Regions from separate parts of the Sus scrofa genome. Here regions 1 and 3 are each linked to region 2. Evidence: chromatin contacts called from public Hi-C and HiChIP or PLAC-seq data. All regions are on one chromosome and are shown on one strand. The core of a region is the stretch at or near the end of the contact, and the rest is flanking DNA. Distances in the headings are between cores, read along the strand shown. Region 1 holds the start of GCSH (glycine cleavage system H protein, mitochondrial). Region 2 holds the start of GAN (gigaxonin). Region 3 holds the start of ATMIN (ATM interactor).

What was found. A called contact is a pair of places that touch in the nucleus more often than the background predicts. HiChIP or PLAC-seq counts read pairs in DNA pulled down with a chosen protein or histone mark.
Region 1: a Hi-C map of liver shows a contact between it and region 2, with 2.5 times the contacts expected there. The contact joins the promoter of GCSH here to the promoter of GAN in region 2. A contact is called at or near these places in 4 of 47 Hi-C or Micro-C datasets (brain, heart right ventricle, liver and 1 more) and 1 of 2 datasets of contacts at active chromatin or transcription factors (alveolar macrophages).
Region 3: a contact with region 2 is called in an H3K27ac HiChIP or PLAC-seq map of alveolar macrophages. The contact joins the promoter of ATMIN here to the promoter of GAN in region 2. A contact is called at or near these places in 1 of 47 Hi-C or Micro-C datasets (liver) and 1 of 2 datasets of contacts at active chromatin or transcription factors (alveolar macrophages).

The regions. Positions count from the first base shown.
Region 1 is chr6:7,169,756-7,174,210 of Sscrofa11.1, forward strand. It overlaps GCSH (glycine cleavage system H protein, mitochondrial), which reads left to right and starts at 1,431. Exons shown (of 5, transcript XM_021097052.1): 1 at 1,431-1,711. The coding sequence starts at 1,564.
Region 2 is chr6:6,986,690-6,991,011 of Sscrofa11.1, forward strand. GAN (gigaxonin) reads right to left here and starts at 2,981. Exons shown (of 11, transcript XM_003126840.6): 1 at 2,624-2,981. The coding sequence starts at 2,790.
Region 3 is chr6:7,221,545-7,225,480 of Sscrofa11.1, forward strand. ATMIN (ATM interactor) reads right to left here and starts at 1,651. Exons shown (of 4, transcript XM_021097045.1): 1 at 1,282-1,651. The coding sequence starts at 1,611.

The DNA of each region.
Region 1 (4,455 bases), core at 181-2,680, 180 kb after region 2:
TGGAGATTAGAGTAGACCACTGTGAGCCAGGCAGCATCCCAAAGAGAGGCAAGTAGAACAGAGTTTAAGAGCAGTTGATTGTGGGACTTCCCACTGTGGCAGGGCGGAAACAAATCCAACTAGGATCCATGAGGTTGTGGGTTCAATCCCTGGCCTTGCTCAATGGGTTAAGGATCAGGCAGTTGCCATGAGCTGTAGTGTAGGTTGCAGATGTGGCTCAGATCTGGCATTGATGTGGCTGTGGTATAGGCCAGCAGCTGTAGCTCTGATTCAACCCCTAGCCTGGGAACCTCCATATGCTATGGGTCTGGCCCTAAAGAGCAAAAAAGCAAAAAAAAAAAAAAAAAAAAAGATTTAAATTAAAAAAAATAATAATAAAGCAGTTGGTTGTGAATCAGAAGTGCAGTTCTGCTACTGCCACCTAGTAGCTGCTTAAGCCACAAAATGCCTTCCCCATTCCACCCTGGGCAAGTTAGTTAACCATAATACCTGCCTGAAGGGTTTGGAGCGTTTTAAAAAGAGAATGCTGTCCACTTTGTAATACTGAACGTGTGGAGATGGAGGTGCTTTTTACTTGTCTTTTACTCCAATGCTTCCTTGCTGATTCATGCCCTCCCCATAAAATCTGTGTTAAAGGTGAGGTCTTTCCCAAAACTTAATTATTTCCTGCCTCCTTGGATTGGGTGGGATGAGTCTTCTGCTTTTCTCGAAAGGCTTTCCTCCCAGGACTGCTGAAGTAAGGAACTGATCAGATGGGTCTCAACTCCCTGCCTTTTGATTGCTCCAGCATTAGCTGACTGGCTCCAGTCCACACTCCAGCAAGAAGCCACTCCTGACCCTTGCTCAAGTCCTTGTCCCTCTGTGTCTCATGAGTCTGTGTGTCCTGTTTGGGGACCATGGGTCTTTGGGGATTTGCAAGGTCATAAAGTGGGTTCCTGGACGGTTTTCAAAATTTCAGAAAGTCAAAGAGAAACTGCATTTGGGTCAGAGCGCTTTTGACTAATGCCCAACAACCATCTTTGGGTGGAATGATCGTTTGGACCTGCTATGAATCTCTGCTCTGGGGGACCCTGATCCTCTGAAGAAGAACAGAACCGCACCTTTTAACAAGACTAGGAGAACCCTGCGTCCCCTCGGGTTACCAGAGCCCGAGAGCCCAGCAGAACCACCCTTGCCTGGAGCCCTCCGCAAAGCCCAGTGGGAGGCCAGAACAGCTGACCTAGCCAGTTCCCCAGCCTAGAAGCGACGCCCCAGGCCTTCCTCCGTCCCTCCCCGGGAGGCCCGGCCCGGCCCCGCCCCGCCCCGCCCCCTATGAGCCGGGGCTCTGCCCTGCCGCGCTAGTCCTCCGCTCCGCATCCCCGCCCTTTCCGGGACACACCCCTCCCGCGTACAGGCCTATCGGGACCTGCCCCGCCCCGCCTGGGCCCCGCCCCCGAGCCCCGATCCAGCCAGCTCGCTCCGGCTCGCGCCGGCCTAGGCCTAAGCCCGCCCCCACTCCGCCCCGCCCCCCAGTGGCCGGGGTGCTGGAGGTGCTCCGTCGCGACCCTCTGTACCCCGGCGAACATGGCGCTGCGAGCGGCTCGGACTCTGCGGGCTGCAGTCTCCAACCTACGCGCCGTCTCTGCACCCGCAGCGCCCTGCCTGCCGCGGCCTTGGGGGCTGCAGGCGGGCGCCATCCGGTTGCTGCGCACCAGCCCTGCTCTGCTCTCGGGTAAGTGCGGGCGGGCACGTGGGGCTGGCAGGGCTGCCTCGAAGGAAGCTAGGGCCTCGACCCTTACCTCGATCCCCGCTACTGATCGCTCCGGGTCAAGCGGGACGACCCCTGCGCACGCTTTTTATTCCGGGGATCCCGTGTTGCGTGGCCGCTGCTCCCCTCCTTAAGTGGCATGGACGACCCTGCAGCCATTGTCCTGATGGCCGGGAGCTGGGGGACCCGGAGGCCTGGAGAACACTCGAGGCTGGTTCCTGCAGGAATGGCAGCTTCTCGCTGCTGGAGACCGGGGCAAGCGTCTCTGGCCTCCTTCGTGACCTTAGGTTTCTCGCGTTTGTGAGCATGGTGGACCCTAAGAATGGAGAGAAATAATAGGCTCTACTTTGCTACACGGATCGTCACTGAGAATTCTTAAGTAAAATTAAAGCAAGAGCATCTACTGAAATTTAAAGCACTGGTTCTAGGTCTTTACTAGCTAAACCAGCCTCACTTTGAAGACAGCTTTTCCTGGAACAGTGAGATAGAGTGGATGGACTCTACGACATAGAACGTTCTGCTAAAGTATATATTGAGTCATGCATGGATGTGTGTTAGGCTGAACTGAGGACTTAACTGGGACACCTGCCCCTAATTGTCTGGGCCATCTGTGCCCCTTTAGTACAAGCTATCCCAGCGGAAAAACGGGTTTCTTCTTGCACCAATACTTGACAGTTACTGCAGAGTGTAATCCCTCGGCTCTGTTGGTGCCCACGCAGCAACGCATTAGCCACTTGAGTATAAAGGAAAACCGTTTCTCAGATAAGAACTGAATATCAAGCCTATGTTTTCTGGATATTCAGCGTTATCCTGTCACTAGCTTTATGCATTTTCACGTTATCTAATTAAATATTGCCCAAGATATCAATACCCATGATCTAGCTGAACATCTAGGTTTTCGTTAATACCAGAGAATGAGTTCCAGTTTTGGCTCCACGCCTTATGAGCTATGTGGTCTTAGGCAGAGTCACTTAACTTCTCTGAGTCTGACCAGAAGAATGGAAATGACAGTCCCTACTTTACAGACTTGTTGGATGCAATGAAATAATGTGTAACTGCTGTACCTATAAGCTGTTACTTGCTTTTAAATATTAGTGTATAGAATCAAATAAATAGTGGAAAATTGACCAAATGTTAATATAGTTTATCTGACTTAGTAACTTTGAAAGGAGGAAAATGCAAACTTTTACTAAATTATTCAAAATGCCTAATTTTCTGGGCCAAAACCCATGCTTTCCAAGGCTCAGAAGAAAGTAATTATTTACCTATTCTCCTGTCCACTTTTCTCCTGTTGGGCCAAGGGTTAAAGGAGAATTGAACTAATCATTGTCTTTAGCCTAAATTGCATGGCCTAGTACAAAGATTTAATGGCCTTTGAAGTCAAGGGGACCTAGGTACATTTACCTTCAATGTTGCCGCCTTTTCCTCTAAACTTACGGTTGCTCAGTTGCTAAACTGAGTATGAGGGCACTCTTACTATACTAAGGTTATCTATGTACTAGATGTTTTGCTGCGTGAGAATCCTCTTAAACTTTAAAAAATTCACAGAGTTCCCATCGTGGCTCAGTGGTTAACGAATCCGACTAGGAACCATGAGGTTGTGGGTTCGATCCCTGGCCTTGCTCAGTGGGTTAAGGATCTGGCGTTGCCATGAGCTGTGGTGTAGGTCCCAGACATGTCTTGGATCTGGTGTTGCTGTGGTGTAGGCCGGCGGCTACAGCTCGGATTAGACCCCTAGCCTGGGAACCTCCATGTGCCGAGGGAGCGGCCCTAGAAAAGGCAGAAAGAAAAAAAAATTACTTCACACCAACTTTTGAGTATTTGCTATATGCCCAGCATTGTGTTTAGAACTGAGAATAGAAATGAGGTAAACCCTGCTTTTGCTTGCTTTGTCCTTGGTCTATTGCCTGGAGGAAACTGATGAAAGGGCTGTGTCTACAGCATGTTAAGTGTGTTGGGGGTCAGGGTGGGAAAGTGGTGCAGAGTGCTAGGGGAGCAGGTTGGATGGCCCTGGGACCCACCCTCGAGAGGCTAGGTAAGGCTCCTGGCAGGAAAAGCTTCTAAGTTAATATCTGAGTCAAAAAAAAGGTGATGGGGAGAGTGCTATAGTCAGAACACTAAGTACAAGCCTTAACCTTAGGGAAACAACAGATTACCCGAAGTAATTTCAAATGGAAGGAAGCAAAGCAATTTACTCTGACAGATTTTGCAACCTCTTCCATTGAAGAGTATGACATTAAAGTTTTTTGGGTTTTGTTGTTGTTACTTTCTTTTTAGAGCTGCACCTATGGCATACAGACCTTCCCAGGCTAAGGGGTGAATTGGAGCTGCAGCTGCCGGCCTACGCCACAGCAACGCAGGATCCGGATCCGAGCCGCACCCTCCTTGTAATGCTAGATACTTAACCTACTGAACCACAGGGGGAACTCCAGAAATTAAAGTTTTTTAATGATTAGAGGTAAAAGAAAGTAATGTTAATAACTTTACATTCTGCTGCATATCACAGCTAGGCAATCAAAGCAATTTAATATAAGTACACCTATCTTTTGGGTAAGGAAGGGGTAAGAGGAAACCAGCAATTTGTATTTTAAAACAGTATTAGGGAGTTCCCATTGTGGCTTAGCAGAAACAAATCTGACTAGTATCCATGAGGATGCAGTTTGATCCCTGGCCTCACTCAGTGGGTTAAGGATCTGGCGTTGCCATGA
Region 2 (4,322 bases), core at 1,731-4,230:
TAAGCATGTAAATCATAACACATTGCAAGTCAGTAGGCTGGAGAGTTTACACAAAGAAGAGTTAAACACAAGCAAGGCTGTAATGTGGTGTGGTAACCAAATAGGAGACTAGGCATTATCAACCCAGAGTCTGATTCTAGTTCCACCGTTAAGTGTTAGTAACCTCACTGTAATACAAATCATTAACACCCACCGAGGCTCACTTTGCATTTGGAAAGTAAGCGAACGGAACTCGAGGGGATCTGAAGTCCCTTTGGCTCTGCTACTAGGATTAGCAATATTTCACACCTAAATGACAGCTATTACAAATAACATTTCACGTTACTACGTACTGGCATCATGTGCCCCCGTGCCACAGGCGGATTACCCCCCCCTTTCCTGATTAAGTGGACAGAGCAGTGATACTGCTACCTTTGCAGACAGACCTATGTGCAGACCTGTGCGGGATTCAAAGAACTGTTACCTATTTCTTTACAGCGTGCGTCCAAGATTAAATGAGACGAAGATACATATTCTCTCTCATTATCAGACTAGTGAGCTGGAGCCAAGATGAAGTCCTCCACTGACATCTCACAGCTAAGAAGAGTGAAAGCTGGAAACAGAAGGCAGGTTCAGGGCTCTTCTCAATCGGGGACATGTGAGCCTCTGAAATGCAAACGCCAGAGCCGGTCCTCCTGTGTCCAGTCTGCTGTGGCAGAAAGGAAGGCAGTCCCTGCTTCTGCCCAGCTGCTAAGCACTAGGCACTGCATGCCAGGGATACGTAAGGAACAAAAAGGAAAAGCCCCTGGCCTCAGGGAGCTTCCAGTGTGGCTGGAGAAGACCCACAAAGTAAATGAGTAAAATGTAGGATATATCAGAGTCGTAAGTGCTACAGACAAAAATGAAGCACAGACAGGGGAGCGCGTGTATTTGGTGATTTTCTTTTTCTTTCTTTCTTTTTTTGTTTTTTTTCTAGGGCCACACCTGAGGCATACGGAGGTTCCCAGGCTAGGGGTCTAATCGGAGCTATAGCTGCCAGCCTATGTCACAGCCACAGCAACGCAGGATCCGAGCCACGTCTGTGACCTACACCACAGCTCAAAGGCAACGCCGGATCCTTAACCCATTGAGTGAAGCCGAGGATCGAACCCAAAACCTCATGTTTCCTAGTGGGATTTGTTTCTGCTGCACCACGACAGCAACTCCTGTACTTGATTTTTGATTTTCTTTTAAGCCAAGTGGATGCCACTTAAAGAAGGGAAATAATGCATCTAAAGTAGTTTTCCTGAGCAATTCCCCCAACAGGGAAGAATACTCTGGATACAGGGAAGACTCTGGCCTGCTGATTTCAATTTTATGTTGATTGCTCACAGCTCTGAACTGCCAGCTATGAGCCGTTTGTCCTGTTGGCAATCTAAATTCCACACTAACGGCGACACCCCCCAAACCCATTATTAAATCCACAAGGAGTGCAAATGAATTTAAGAAGGAGAGCCAGGAAAGTTACCAGAGCGCTTGCATTGCTTCTGAGTTGGCACAAATGTCTCCTAATGCAAAGGTTAAAATGCAGTTTGTGTGTCGGATTTCTGCTAGGATAAAGCACTAAGAATACAGTACACATCATTTTGCTTTTTCTGACCTGTCAATTTCAGTGACATTCTCTACTATTAGTCTATATTTAACCAGCTTACTGGGCAGTTTCTATAGCTTTTAGCAGTTTTTTTTCCTTTTATTAAAAGACCGACCCAGTTTGCAAGAAAGTTGCTAAAACAGACCCCTTCCAAATGGGATACAATTGCAAGTGCACTGTGTCTTATCAACCTTTAATTCACCTCATCAGCTGAGCTAGCAAATCAGGTTAAGCTTTGTTTTAAAACGCCTCCTCTATGTCGCTAAAAGCTCGTGGTCCTCGGGGGGTAAGCATCCTGAGAACTAGTCCTTAAAATGTGCTACAGCTTAGTCTAACGTGTGTCTATAACGCACTACCCTTCCTTTTAAACACTTCCCACAAGGGAGTGGAAAAGTCACTTTTGAGAAGAACTTGGGCCTTGAGGGATCAGATCATCCATCCTAAGGAGGAAATCCAATAGCGTTTTCCCTCTGCCCACACCCGAAGGGAGGTGTTTGTTTGGCTCCGCGAGAGGGGCGCTCCCTGGCCGCGTTCTCGGCGCCGGGCCCGGCCCACTGTGAGTCGATTTGGAGGCGAACGACGGGCCGGCAAACTTCAGCCGGGATCCGCGAGCTGGGCCCCGGCGAAGGGGCGGGCTCTTCCCCGGTGCGGCCCCGCCCTACTTGCGGGTGCGGGTCTGGGGCCTCCGGGGCTCGGAAGCCCGAGTGAGCGCGAGGTGGTGGGACCCTGAAGGGAGAGGATGGGGGTATTGTGGTGAGGGTTCAACTCCAGAGGGGCAGTGGTCCGGTGGGGGCATGGGCCCAGCCCGGGGGCGACCAAGGCCACAAGGGCTGTCCTGGGGGGCGGCGACGGGTGAGGCCCGGCCGGGGTGTCTACCTGGGGGGACACCGCGCTCAGCGGTGACCAGAGGGACCCCAGCGGCTGGGGGGTGGGGACCTTGGGCTCCCGGGACACGCCCGACTCGCCCCGCCCCTGGGATCCCGGCAGCGCGGCCCCGCCCGGCCCCCTCCTCACCTGATGTACGGGCTGGCAGCTGCCAGGATGTTCTTCTGCACCGGAATCTCTTCCCCGTCGAGGACCAGGTGCGCGTCGCAGAAGCGGGACTCCTCGCGGAAAGAGCTGAGCGCTCGCAGCAGGCGCGCGGCGTGGTGAGGGTCGGACACGGCGCTGCCCTCGGCCATCGCGGTGCCCACTCCTCAGCTCGTGGGTCCGGCTCTTGACACCGCCCAACTAGACCCCTCCAGCGGCCCGCTTACGGCGCGCGTCCCGTCTGCCCAGCCCGCGCGCGCCCGCCTGCCCGGCCCGGCTCTCAGCGCTCGGAGCACAAGCGCGAGCCTCCGAAACGCGCCTGCGCCATCCGCGGCGCGAAGGGCCGGCGCCTTTAAGGAGCCACGGCGTTGCGTCATTTCTCCGCGACGCCCCCGCGCCCTAGCGCCCTCCCTCGCGCCCGCCGTCGCCGGAGGCGGCCAATCAGAAGCCTCGTTGCTACGCGGGACCGGCTGGTGTACGAAGGGCGCAGTGATGAGGGGCAGTCTACGGGTTGGAGAGATCCCTGCAGCGGTGGAGGGGTGCGCGGGCAGGGTAACTCTGTGGTTAAGCCCGTGGCCTCTGGCGCGGTGAGTCTGAATCCGAGTGTGAGCTCTTCCACTCACTAGCTGTGTGACCGTTGGGTAAGGTGCCCATCCTCACTTTGTCCATCTGCAACATGAAATCGATTTCTTAGTGTTGCTGCAGACTCCTATGAGGTAGCGCAAGTAAGCGAGGGCGCAGTAGGTGTAGCTTTTATTATTTACAGGGGAAAAGGCGCTTCCCAGGTAAGAGCACAGAGACTCGAGAAAGGGGGCCCTTAAAAGAGGGTTTGAGTTGCGGGCAAGACCCGGGGGGACATGTAGATGAAGAAGCACGCAGGGCCTCCTTAGTTGTCATGAGGTTGGTCTTGACCCTGTAGGTGTTAGGAACCACGAGAGGGTTTTAAGCAGAGCGTTTGTATGAAGATCAGTCAGCTGCTGCGTGGAGAATGGGGGGGTGGGGATGGAGTGTTTGCAAAAGGCAGAAATATGCTTAACTGTTGCTGTACTTGAGGGAAGGGAATGGTGGCCTGGATGGAATGGTGATGATAGAGGTGGACAGTAGTGGATGGCTTTAAAAGAACAGGCAGAAGGGGACCAGCATAATGTTCTGGGTTGAGTAACTGCATGATGTTAGTACGTTGCAGAGGGACATAGAAACGCTGAAGGAGTGGAAGGTAGCAAGGCCAGATGTTCATATACATCCAGGCTCCCCACCCAGTGAAGATCAAGGTGCTGACTTTGGATCAAGCACCTCCAGGTCAGGTTGGCTTGCAGGTTGTCTGACATTTCCTGGAACGTTGCTAAGGGTACATGGGAATGTGGATTGTAGCCCCCATTTTGTACAGACATTAGCTGCTCCACAAGCTTCTGAAGACTTAGCTGTTTTAGGAGGGCCAAGGACCAGAAGACTATGTCCAGCATTCTAGAGAAGGCCATGTGAGATTTTCACTGGATCACCTCAGTGTTTTCCTTCTGCCAACTCAGAAGCGCCAATAAAGTCCTGGATCTTTACCCTGAGCGAGCCAAGGCTTTGGAGTTACTGGCAACAATCAGAGTATGTAACTCTGGTGGAGTCACTGGCAAAAGAATAGATTGGGAGAATGATGTTACTAGTGGAAGGTCCAGGTAATACAGCCCAGTGT
Region 3 (3,936 bases), core at 401-2,900, 230 kb after region 2:
TAAGAAAAGGAAGTATTTCACGAAAGTTTAGTAGGAAAGAGAAAACAGGAGATTGAAGGCCATTCCCAGAGTCAGTGCACTTGTGTCGTGGAAGAAGCCCCCAAACCGAGGATAATTCCAGCCCTACCAGGAGGGTCTTCCTCAGCTCACCTCTCCAGGTTTGTTTCTGACTGTGCCCCCTCATCTGCACGTAACAATGTTGTTGCCTCTATACTGGGTTGGTGCTAGAAGAGTACTGCCCTTTATGGCTAACACATCGGCCCTACCTCAGACGATAAACTCGAACGTTCTGCTGTTCCACCTTATCAGAAGCCTGATTCTAAAAAAGTTTCTGAGGAAGACTGACCTGAAGGGCAGAGAGAACACACAACAGGCTAGGTCATTTGAGCTTACTCCCGAATCGATTCCGACCGCCCAAAGCCACAGAGTCACAAGACTGCTTTCAGTGACACGCTTTGGAAGTGTCACTGTCGGCAGAGGAAGACTTCAAGAAGTGGTGGAAGGCAGCTTCCTGCTGAAATGACGGGGAAATTACGATTTAATGGGTGGGGCTGGATATCTGGATTTTTAATAAGCTTTCTACAGATGAGCACTAAAGGCTGAAAATCAGCGCCCTAACCGACGTAAGGCGGAAGGGCTGTCCGGACTACTGTCCTGTTATTCTATACCGTGGCCCCTCTTACAGCAGATCCGCGGGAGAAGTTTCCCTTAGGTCTCATGCCTGAGCAAAGCCGATTTCACCGACGCTGTCAAGCCTGGGACGCCCGAGCTGAGGGCCAAATCTGCAGCTCCCTGCCAACAACCGGGCAGGACCTAGAGGCCTGAAGGAGGTGTTGTGGGTGTGGTGGAGAGAGCACCGCCTTCGGAAGCCGAGCCCAGGTTTAAACCCCAGCCCTACGCAGGCTGCGTCATCGGTTTCCCATCAATAGGATGGAGGAGCTGCGGGGGCTCACGAGACGGACGTGGGAAAGACCCGGGCCGCCAGGTGCGAGGCCGGGGGTCCCGCCGGTCCGAGCCTGGCAGCCCAGAGCCATGACACAGGGTTTTCCCGGCGCTGCGCCTCCCTGCGTTCTAGCTCCCACTCTCCCTGCCGGGCTCCCTCACCAGTCTGGCCCGTTTTAGGGTCTCGAAGCGCCTTCCGCCGCGGCCGGACCCCCGGCGCGTTCCCGTCCGCGTCCCGCGCCCGCCCTGGGAGTCGGACCCGCGCCCTCGGCCCCGAGCGCCCGAGGCAGGCGCTTGGTCGCGCCAGGCCCCGGGGGGCGCCGTGCGCGGCGGGCTCACCTGCAGGCGGTGGCTCTTGACCAGGTGCATGTTGAGTGCGGGGCTGTTGGGCAGGATCTTACCGCAGCCGCGCACCGTGCACAGGATGTTGGTCCGCACGGCCCGGGACAGCTCGCTCACCGACGGCTGGATGAGCTCCCGCGCCGGCGGCGCCGGACCGGCGGACTGTTGCCTCGCCCCCGCGGGTCGCGGCCGGCTGCCCCTCAGCCGCCCGGGGGGTCCCCATGGGCCCGAGGCGGCGGCGGCTCCCCTTGCGGCCGTCGGGCCGGCCGGGGCGCCCGAGGCCAGAGCCGCGGGCCCGGCCGCCGCCGCCGCCTCAGAGGCCGCCATGGCTCCCGCTCGGCAGCCGTGCCGAGCCTGCAGGCCCCGCCTCCTGCTGCAGCGACTTCCGGTAGGGGGCGGGGCCCCAGGCTTATTAGCATCCGGCGGGTACCGGCGGCCGCGGCGCCCCCTCCTGGGGGCGGAGTGCGTGCTTGCGGGAGTCACTGCCAGGTAAGGTGGTCCGGTTGAAAAACCTCCTAGGGGTTCCTGCAAAGAGGTAGAGGGTTTTCTTTCCGTCTTTCTAGAAACATGACCTCGGTCAATAACTGGATAGAATAAAAAGCATTGCGAAGTTCTCCTTGTGGCGCAGCGGGGACGAATCCGACTAGGAAACATGAGGTTGCTGGTTCGATCCCTGGCCTAGCTCAGTGGGTTAAGGATCTGGCGTTGCTCCGAATTGCGGTGTAGGTAGCAGATGCAGCTCGGATCTGGCGTTGCTGTGGTGTATGCAGCAGCTGTAGCTCCGCTTGGACCCTAGCCTGGGAATCTCCATATGCCTAAGGGGGAGAAAAACAGCATTTCCTTTTCAGGATCTTCCCAAAAATTAGAAATAACCCAAATATTCAAAGGCAGGAGACACAAGCGTATGTTAACTACGCTCTGGTTTTACCAGAACTGGGGAATGCACTTTTCATTGACTATCTGATTTTGCCTTTAAAACAGCCACAGCAGGTGTTTTCTTCCATTTGCAGAGTAACTAGCCCGAGGTCACATTAAACAAAGGAAAGGATTGTTATAATTGACAGTTAATCATTTTAACCGCTGAAATTTGATTACTGTTTGGGAGACCATAGCTCAAGACAGGGTTCCAAAACCTAAGTAGGAAGCATGACTAGGTAGGGTAGGAAGCCAGGTGTAGCCAAAAGGGGGGGGGGGGAGGTGTGCAGTAAAATGGGATACAGCCTTTCTTTATTATTTTTAAATTTTTATGGTCATGCCTGAGGCATGTGGAAGTTCCCAGGCCAGGGATCGAACTCACACCACAGCAGTGATCCAAGCTGCAGCAGTGACAATGCCAGATCCTTAATCTGCAGAGGCACCAGGGAACTCTACATCCATTGTTTAGAGATGGCAACTGTGGAGTTCCTTGGTGGCACAGCACAGTAAGGATACAGCATTGTCACTTCAGTGGCTCAGGTTGCTACTGTGGTGCAGGTTTGATTTCTGGCCTGGGAACTTCCAGTTGCTGAGGGCCCAGCCAAAACAAACAAAAACAAAACAAAACAAAGAGGTGGCATCACTGGACTAATTTTGCAAGATTTCATGTGAAAGCATCCAAATTTTATATATTAGCAGCCCTATTTGCTTTCTATTGCTGCAATAACAAATTACCACAAACTTGGCTTAAAACGACGTAGATTTTGCTACCTTACCATTCTGGAGGTCAGAAGTCTGAAATGAGTCTACTGCTGAAGATCGAGGTGTTGGCCTGGCTGCATTTCTTCTGGAGGCTCGATGGAAGAATCTGTTTTGTCTTTTCCAGCTTTTAACGGTGATTAACGGTGAGCTGAGTCTTCTTCACATCACTCCGATTTCTTAGTAGTCACATCTCTCCCTGCTCTCTTCTCTTCCTCGTCCACTTTTGAGGACTCTTGGGATGACGCTGGGTTCATCCAGGAAATCCGGGATAACCTCCCCATCTGCAAAGTCCTTTTGCCTTGTCAACTAACAGACTGGCATAGTCCAGGGCTTAGGTGGGGACATCTTTGAGAAGGGTACTATGCTGCTCACTGTAGTAACTAATTCTGATTTTAAAAGTACTGTGGGCTAACTGCCCCCCCCATCTATGTGTGAGATGGCATCCATGGACTATTATTTCTTCCAGCATTGGGTCTAAAAGTGCAGCTCTGAGGAGTTTCTGTCATGGCACAGCAGAAAGGAATCCGACTAGGAACCATGAGGTTTTGGATTCGATCCCTGGCCACAGAGGGTTAAGGATCTGGTGTTGATGTGAGCTATGGTGTAGGTCAGACGCAGCTCGGATCTGGCATTGCTGTGTCTGTGGCATAGGCTGGCACCAGTAGCTCTGATTAGACCCCTAGCTCCATGTGCTGCGGGTGGGGCCCTAAAAAGACGAAATAAGTAAATAGATAAATAAAAGTGCAGCTCTGGGAGTTCCCGTAGTGGCGCAGTGGTTAACGAATCCGACTAGGAACCATGAGGTTGCGGGTTCGGTTCCTGCCCTTGCTCAGCGGGTTAACAATCCGGCGTTGCCGTGAGCTGTGGTGTAGGTTGCAGACGCAGCTTGGATCCCGCGTTGCTGTGGCTCTGGCGTAGGCTGGTGGCTACAGCTCCAATTCAACCCCTAGCCTGGGAACCTCCATATGCCTCGGG